Regions from separate parts of the Zea mays genome. Here regions 1 and 2 are each linked to region 3. The links are chromatin contacts, called in public Hi-C maps. All regions are on one chromosome and are shown on one strand. The core of a region is the stretch at or near the end of the contact, and the rest is flanking DNA. Distances in the headings are between cores, read along the strand shown.

What was found. Hi-C and Micro-C count contacts between places; a contact is called where the count stands out from the background.
Region 1: a contact with region 3 is called in a Hi-C map of endosperm, with 2.7 times the contacts expected there. The contact joins the promoter of AO1 here to the promoter of LOC100192052 in region 3. A contact is called at or near these places in 3 of 25 Hi-C or Micro-C datasets (bundle sheath, ear and endosperm).
Region 2: a contact with region 3 is called in a Hi-C map of endosperm, with 2.1 times the contacts expected there. The contact joins the promoter of LOC103644157 here to the promoter of LOC100192052 in region 3. A contact is called at or near these places in 4 of 25 Hi-C or Micro-C datasets (bundle sheath, ear and endosperm).

The regions. Positions count from the first base shown.
Region 1 is chr1:293,270,859-293,273,750 of Zm-B73-REFERENCE-NAM-5.0, reverse strand. AO1 (Indole-3-acetaldehyde oxidase) reads left to right here and starts at 1,456. Exons shown (of 10, transcript NM_001111838.1): 1 at 1,456-1,657. The coding sequence starts at 1,501.
Region 2 is chr1:293,327,798-293,330,718 of Zm-B73-REFERENCE-NAM-5.0, reverse strand. It overlaps LOC103644157 (indole-3-acetaldehyde oxidase-like), which reads left to right and starts at 1,384. Exons shown (of 10, transcript XM_008667350.2): 1 at 1,384-2,024. The coding sequence starts at 1,886.
Region 3 is chr1:293,660,428-293,663,299 of Zm-B73-REFERENCE-NAM-5.0, reverse strand. It overlaps LOC100192052 (Ubiquitin-conjugating enzyme E2 2), which reads right to left and starts at 1,443. Exons shown (of 5, transcript NM_001137475.2): 1 at 1,179-1,443; 2 at 1,020-1,045. The coding sequence starts at 1,303.

The DNA.
Region 1 (2,892 bases), core at 207-2,706, 390 kb after region 3:
GTATAATATTATTGTCACTGTTTTTTATGTCGTGGACTATGTTTTTTGTATGTCATTAAAACTACATATAAAATTGTTATTGTGTATCAGTGTATGTGTATGCAGTTGGCTTAATGTGAGACAATAAGCTGAACCCACAGGTTTTCCATGGCCCATAAGTTTCCACTCAATTACGGGTTGGTTTGGGGTCAATAATATTATTGGATGGGTTGAATTTAATTTCCTTCTTATATTTTGGGGTGAGTGTGGGATGGATATCAAAATTATTATATTTGAGTATGGGTGGGAGTGGGTTAGATTCTTTGCCATTAGCAGGCCTATGCGCCGGCTGACCAAAATCAGAAATGCAGGGGCAGGGCAGAGCGTGCGAACCGTCCGTCCGCCGCTGACATCAGGTACAGATTAAAGCCAATCAAACTGCCCACGTGGATCTCTGGTGATCTCCCCGATCGCTTGCACTTGTGGCCTTGTGGGCTGTGGGCCTGTGGCCTTATACAGTTGTACTTTGTACTAGCAACATCTTCAACCCAAAGGTACGAGCCGTATTTGAGCGCGTTCGGCTGCCCTGCACGGAGCACTGTTGCAGCTGCAAAATACTGTTGCAGCTACAATCCCTAGAGAGAAAATACTGTAGAAGTCGCAGCCGCAGTCGGATTAAAGCCGCAGCGAACAAGGCATTTGTTTTTGCAAAGCATGCGTAAAGCGCGGCCTCCGCCTTCCTCCAATACCCTATCTTAAAGACTAAAGTCATGAAGCTTTGTCCTATGCTATATTCAGTCTGTAAACAATATCAAATAATAGCATCTACAGTTCTACGTCCTCTATTTTATACAGTCGACCGGAGACAGTCTAAATCAATATTTTGAAACTTTAACCAACAATATCTACAAAAGTAATTATTTTTAAATTACAGAAATTATATATTTAGATTTAGGACATAGAAATACATAACCATGTGATTGGTTGTCTGTGTGTGTGGAGCGTCTGACTCGTTGCGGCCTGGGCGGGTTAGATATGCGCTCGCACCGCGTCTCCACGGATGCAGGCAAAGTTGCTTGATTTGGCTTTGATTGTCGGTCCACGGATGGAGGCAAAGTTGCTTGATTTGGCTTTGATTGCATCTACATATTTAAGTCGGTTTGTTCCGTACAGACAACCAAACACATGTCAATGTTGTCAATGCATGTGAAGAGCCTAGTGCTCGTGGGTAACTATGGAACATATATGCCACGAGGCACATGCATGATGCCACTGGTCCCGCACCTCTTGACTTGACAGGCCTTGGCGCCTTGCACTGCAGCTGCGAAGACGCTTTCGCATCCTAGCCGCTGGCGACGTCAGCGCGTGCATCAACAACACTGGCCGGCTGGCTGGAGGATCGGAGCAGGTCAGCGACTCGTATATATAAACAGGAGGGCACCACACCATCGATCGGCTCCCCGCGCAGAGGGCGTTGTGTTGTGTTGTGTTGTGTTGCGTGCTGTGGAGGGGGAGGAGGAGATGGGGAAGGGGGCAGGAGCAGCGGAGCCGTCGACGGTGGTGCTGGCCGTCAACGGCAAGCGCTACGAGGCGGCCGGCGTGGCTCCGTCCACGTCGCTGCTGGAGTTCCTCCGCAGCCAGACGCCCGTCAGAGGCCCCAAGCTCGGATGCGGCGAAGGTACCAGATCAGATCGCCATTCTTGAGCTTGCTTTCGTCTCTCTACTACTACCGTACAAGTTTCTTTCTTGGCTTCTTGCCAACTTCCAGGAACACACGGTATATCATATTATCATTGGAGCTAACTTCCAGGAACACACGGTATATCATATTATAATTGGAGCTCCCATTGGATATTTTAGCCTCCGTTTTCTTGTGTGTCCCTCCTTTTTTTTCTTGGGATGTCACACCTCACGGGGTCTGACATACCAAGAAGCTAAGGCGAATCCCATCTATAGAGATCGAAAGGCATGGCTGCTACTGTTTCATCAACAAAAAAAATAAATACATTATATATACAAGATGCTTCTTGCAAACTAGTACGATAGCTATAGCTAGAAAGTCAATATCATGCGCAAGCGTTCTAAAGTACATATACCTAGATCATGATTGGTTGCCCGCATATTCTTATCCTGAATCATCACGTGCGTAAACTTTGTTCAGCATATGTTTAATTACCTGCACGTGAAAGACGTGGTGCTGCACGAGTGAATGCAACATAAGTTATTTTGAAGTTATTTGGCTGCATCCACTCGTACGGCCCAAATAACCGTCTCTGGACGGCCTGGCTGCATACGAACTGGCTACGGGCAATCTGTGAACTAAAGATGCTTTCAAGGGATTAAATCCCTTCGATGCCATCCAAACTTATATCAATCCCTTTAATGTCATTAGAATTCATAACCTCCATTCAATATCATTAAATTTAAATTTTAATCTCTTAAATACCGTCTCCGTTAGTTTGAAGCTAACGTCGTTAGTTCCATTTAAAGCAAATCCCTTCGATACCATCAAAATCTATACTGATCCCTTTAATGTCACTAGAAATTGGTTCGATCAATTTGGGTTTTAAAAATTCCGGAATAAAAAAATATAGACCAAAGTTCAGTCCATACTTTTTGAAACCCCAAAATTACTTATGGCTCGGTTACCCTTGTTGGCTGGACAAAATACTCATGGCTCGTCAGCTCGCTCGATTTATGGTCAGCTCGGCTCGGCTCGACTCAGTTCGTTTTAATTTTGTCACGAGCTGAGCTAGCATATTAGCTTGGTTTGTTAACGAGCCAGCTCGAGCCAACTCCTTAGCTCGAATGAGCTAGCATTTGTCAGCAAAACAAAGCATGCACTTGTGTTTTTCTAGCCCTAACTCTAACAAGCAAATAATTTTTTGAGTCATTTAGCTATTTGTTTAATGA
Region 2 (2,921 bases), core at 135-2,634, 330 kb after region 3:
GCGAAAGCTAAAGGCAAAGGGATGTGTGGAAAGACGTACGAGCCCATCTCAGAATCAGAATCCGATCGATCGCGGCGCCCACTCCCACGCACTGCGTGGCGGCTAACTAGCTAGCTATCGCCTGTTGGCATCCGTGTACTTGTGCACACCACACAGGCGCTCGTTTCGTTTTCCCCCTATCCGGCCGGCACCACGAGAAAACGACGCCGCGCCGGCCGCGCGATTGGTCGGGGGCCATCTCGCCCGCGTGCCGGGGGGTCGGATCGGGTGGAGACGTGGACGTGGAGTGGACATGCATGGGATGTCGTCGTCCGCCGCTCATCAGCACGGCCGCGCGCTTCGGTGTGTATATATACAGTGCGGATAGATAGATATGGGCGGCATCGTCTAGTCTGGTCTGGTCGTCGGGTGGCTACCTGCGCGGCACATCGCACACACGACACGACGACACGGGCGGGAGTTTCCGCGGCCACGTACGTACGTGTGATCGTCTTCTTCGTGGCGGGCGGACTGCTGGCGCGGGTGGTTCGTTTCGGACGCCACCGCTCGCCGCGCACCAGGCCAGGCCAGCTCGTACTCCGGTCACGCGCGCGCGTTCCAGAGCTAGCTACTAGCATGCCCGCCTTCCTTTTTGACGGCCCGCCAAGACGCCGGAGATGACCTGACGGCAGGGGGGGCACAGGGGGCAATGTCCTCCTAATGTTCCCCTAATTCTATAGGAGATCTTAGTTTTTTATACTAATTCTCATATAAATAGTGTAAAAATGCTTATAACAGTCCCCTCTAATCTAATTTTGCTTCCCTAATTTTGGATCCGGGCTTCGCCCCTACCTGACGACGTACTGTACGTGCAATTCATAGCCCCGACAGCCGCCTGTCACGTTCGGAATCGCTACTTCTCGATCGGCGCTCATGTCAGCGTCGTCGTCGTAGCGTCTTTAGTAATACTCTTTGTTAAATTTATGCGTGGGTGCGCGCGGGCAAGATGCGTATATAGTGCCTGTTGCTATCGAGTTAACTATAGTGGCCGGAGTGAAACTTTGCCTTAACGACGATCGACATCATCTTCATGTGGACTATGTTATTGTTATTATTATTATTATGTCTTTATTTGTCATCTTCCGTTTGTTACTATGCAACCAAATGTGCTCACACTGTGCCCTAGCTAGCTCCTCCCGCGCCTCCTTGCACCCACGAACAAGGAGACGGATATCGAATCTTTTGACTTGGCGCGAGCAACTAGGCGGCCGGCCGGCTCGATCGGTGCCATGCATGCATGCATATGCACATGCCTGCCAGTACGCCACGCGGATAAGCTAGTCATGTTGTAGCCGGCATGCCGAAACTGTAGTTAGCAGGCACAAGTACCAACCGTTCGGTGGCAGTGCGGGTGTGCGGGTGCGGCCGTGCGGGTGCGGCACAGTGGACCAGAGGTTCTGTGCATGCATGCATGACCGATGGATACGGTATCCATGATCCATCCATCCATCCATCGCGCTGATACTGTCATAGGCCTAGCTGCACAGTGCTTGTGCACCGTGCACGTGGCCAGCGACGACTTTTTATAGAAACCCTTCGCGATTCGTGCCCATCGCTTTCCACCTCCGGCCGTCGTCAGCGCGTGCATCATCATCGGTTCAGTTCAGTGTTCACCACGCACCCCCGGCCCCAGCGGCTGCAAGACCCGCCGCTCCGTGTATATAATAGAATAGGCGCGCGGGCAGGCGTGTGGCGCGGCTGTGTCGTCTGTGAGTGCATGCGAGGCCTCCGGTTCCGGCTCTCTCTCTCGGTGCAGTTCGTCCGGGAGGGGGAGAGCGAGGTGGAGTGGTGCTAAGCCAAGCCAACTAGATCGAGTCGTCAAGAAGGTTGGAGAGGAGAGATCGAGATGGGGAAGCAGGCGGCGGTGGTGCTGGCCGTGAACGGCAAGCGGTACGAGGCCGCCGGCGTGGACCCGTCGACGACGCTGCTGGAGTACCTGCGCACCCAGACGCCCGTCAGGGGCCCCAAGCTCGGCTGCGGCGAAGGTACGTGCCCGCCGTACGTCACCATGGAATGGATATAGATAGATGCGCATGCACTCTTGTAGTCTTGTATATATACCTCTTGCCTTCGTCTCCTCAGCTAGTGGATTCGCGGCTGAGCTTGTATATATAGCTTGGTTGTTCCTGAACGTCAGGAAGGAGAGAAGACCGCCAAGCACACAGATGCCTGTCTTTGTAGTAGATGGGGAATATAATAGGACAATAGGCGGGGAGGGAATTCGCGTACACCGTACACGTACGTACGTACATGTAGGCTTCACCGTATATATGTTCACCGCACCAGATTTTAACCTTGCTGGTTCTTCTTCGTCGGCCCCTTTGCGTTCCCGCTCCTGGCCTGCCTGCCTTCCGTTTTCTCGTTTCCTCTCCTCCCCGATTTTCTTGGGAGGTCAGCCGTCTGTTTCACTAAGTCACTGACGCGCCAAGAAGTTGAAAGGCACAGGTGACAGGACATCCCATCCCGTCCCACTATCCCAGTACAGATTCATAAAAGCCCAGGTGTCCCAGGTACCCTCTCTCTGGTAGGAGAAAATTCAGACACGATATATTATACCAATTAACAAAGCAACAACAGCGAGATCACAGTTTTCGCCAGAAAAGACAGCTCCCAGTCCCAGGCTAGGCATCTAGCCTGCTTTCATGTCAAAACACCCAGGAACAGAAGAAGAGACTAAATAAACATACATGCACAGCAGGCTCCAGATTTAAGACCGCTCTGTTCTCGGTTTCGGCAGGCAACTGCTAATCCAATTCCTGCTCTTCAGGTCTTCTTCGTCATATATCATCAGAACACCAGAAAAAAGCAGGGGAAAAATAAAACCTTTTCCCCCTTCCATTTCTGTAGATCAAGTACGCAAGATCTCCAAAATGTCAGGATCA
Region 3 (2,872 bases), core at 194-2,693:
AGATATGCTTGGCTAAAATGCACATACCCAGAATTGACTAAATAATATGTCAAACAAACATGTTTCCCTTTGGTAGCTTCTGACAATCGTTAGCATCTAAAGAACAAAAAATAAAGGCATCACAGCTTTACTTATTCGGTAAGACCTTTCTCTTTCTTAATATAAATTATACGCAGCTCTGCTGCGTGTTTCGAGAAAAAAAAACTTATTCGGTAAACAATATAAAAGGGATGACACAACTGCAAGGCTCCTATATCAGGAAAACATGCAATGATGCAAATAAATGCAAGGTTCCTAAGTAGGCAGCTTGTTCCTAAGCTCGTAGGGGTAAATATTCATAGTTCGTATCCATTGATTTGCATCTTCACTTCGAGGTTCCAAATCAAACGAGAAATATGGCGCCTATTGTAAACAATTATTGAAGACCATGTTGATGTCAAAAACAACAAGACAATTTACAATTCCAACTTCCCAATGCTATGATGTTTGCCTTTTATTAGCTGTATAAGAAAGATAATAAAAGCTAGATGTAGTAGTATGCTTGGCAAAACACACATATTCAGAGTTTAACTATTAATATCTTTCATGTCAATCAGACATGCCTTCCCTTTGGTAACTTGTGACAACCGTTAGCATTAATAAAGAACAAAAAAGGCATTACAGACCAGGCTCTTTTTTTTTGGAAAACGGTGCATAAGGAACGAAACAACTGGAAGATACCTTCATCATGAAAGCATGCAAGTGAAGCACGGATTCTATGCAGGCAGCTTGTTCTTAAGCTCGTAGAGGTTAATATTTGCAGTTCGTTAACATTTGTTTGCATATATGCTTCGAGATGCAAATCAGACGAGAAATTTGGGACCTATCGTGCACAACTATAGAACAGTCGGCATATAAGGTAGAATTCAGTATTTCAGTCAACCAATCATCAACTAACGACATTGGCAGTACCCAAAAAATGCAGACGCCAGCTATTGAACAATTACAGATCGAGCCAAACTAAATCGGATGGGTCTCACCTCCATCCCACGGCGTGTCATCCGGCCTGCAGAATCGCAACAAACACCAAGAGAAAAAGCACAGTCAGCATTAAAACCCACCAAAAGTATCGCGGCCTCACGCCTCACTAGATCCTTAGGCTAGCTAACCTAACATCACAGAAATAGGCGGGCTGATACCCGAATATGACGGCGTTCCAGAGCATGATATTGTTGTCGTACGGCGCGCCGCTGATGCCGGCGGGCGGGTCCTGCTGCAGGCGCTTGAAGTCCCGCATCAGGCGCTTCCTCGCCGGCGTCGACATCTCCGCCACCAGACCCTAGCTCAGGCCCCGATCTCTCGCCCCGCAGGCCGCAGCGCGTGGTGCGAGGCGAGCTTCGCACACCTCCGCTCCCTGGGTCTCCCACCCTCCTGGTAGGATACGCGAGAGGAGAAGCTTCGGAGCGAGAGGCGAGCAGGTGGGGAGCCGGCCAGCCGGGTGCGAAAAGGAGTCGTGCATAAAACCGACGCGAAGCGCGAGCGGCGTGTGTGGACCGACCCTTCCCCGAGCGGCCGAGGTCGCGTTGCCCCCACGCGCCCCTCGCCCAACGAGTGATCGTGCGTTGCAACGGGAATATATAATACAAAGATAACTTATATATAATACCAAGATAATTTATGTATAAATGTGATATACTGTAAAAAGAAAAGGTTTCGTAATCCGTTTGTGATTTTATCATACATAAATTTTATTATTTTAATCTAACTATTTCACCACTACACATTGCAATGTCGCGATGATATATAAATTATTCGATAGAATGTTAGTGCAAAACGGTACATGAAAACGAACAAGATAATCATCGACCTCAATATCTAAAATATTCTTTTCTAACATCTAATCTCTACTACTATAAAGCATTATCTACCAAAACCTACAGAAATAATTCTAATCATGTGTTGCTAATCGAAGCAAGGAGGGGGGTTGCATGAAAGCCGAAGCACGAGCTGTAAGGCCTACGACAAGGAGCGATGAGGTATACACGTTGCTAATCGAGAACAATGTAAGTGCCTTACTCTCCCGAGAAACTAATCAGCACAGCGGAATTCCTGCCACCGCCTAATCTACTCATGTTAAGCATCTCACTCTGTCAAACTGGAGAGAGCCCATGAACCCTACGACCCACTCTTAAGCATAAGAGCACAATATCATCTGCTCCAAATGGAAGGCCATCCTATCAAGCCATCGTCCTTAGGGTGGACAACATGCGGAACTGCTTCTAGCACCGAGTTCTATCATTTATGCCTGGAATATTGAAGAACATAAACGAAAACAAACTGTAAACAACCCTGCTCGACATACGTAGTTAAAGAAAAAAGGGAAAAGATTATAGGTGATCCTGAAGATATATATGAACACACATTTGGACGGATTCAGAATTCAAGCACGTGCTCTCTAGCAGAATCAACAAGAGCTTTTACGCACCATGGTAGAGGAATCTGCCTCGATCTAGGACAACTTTGGAGATCCCTTTCTCCAGGCAAGATTTGGCGATCACCTCACCAATCTTGTGTCGTTTCCTAGAAGCCATTAGCAAAAAATGTGTCAGAAACATATCATAGCCTACCTACAAGAACACAACTCATCGTGTTATTTTGAATCCAAGAATAACCAAACTTTAACCAACAATATCAATATGAGATGTGCTCACCAGATGAGATGTGCTTGCCGAAAGTAACAACACAGCAAAGGAGAGGAAACGGGGAAAACGAATAAAGATCATTTAAACCGGTGCAGTATATTAAGGCTGCAAAGGGGTAGCCTGCCTACCCTGGTTCTGCCGTTCTGCAATCTTAACCGTCCAATTTGCCTTTATGCAATCTCAACCGTGCG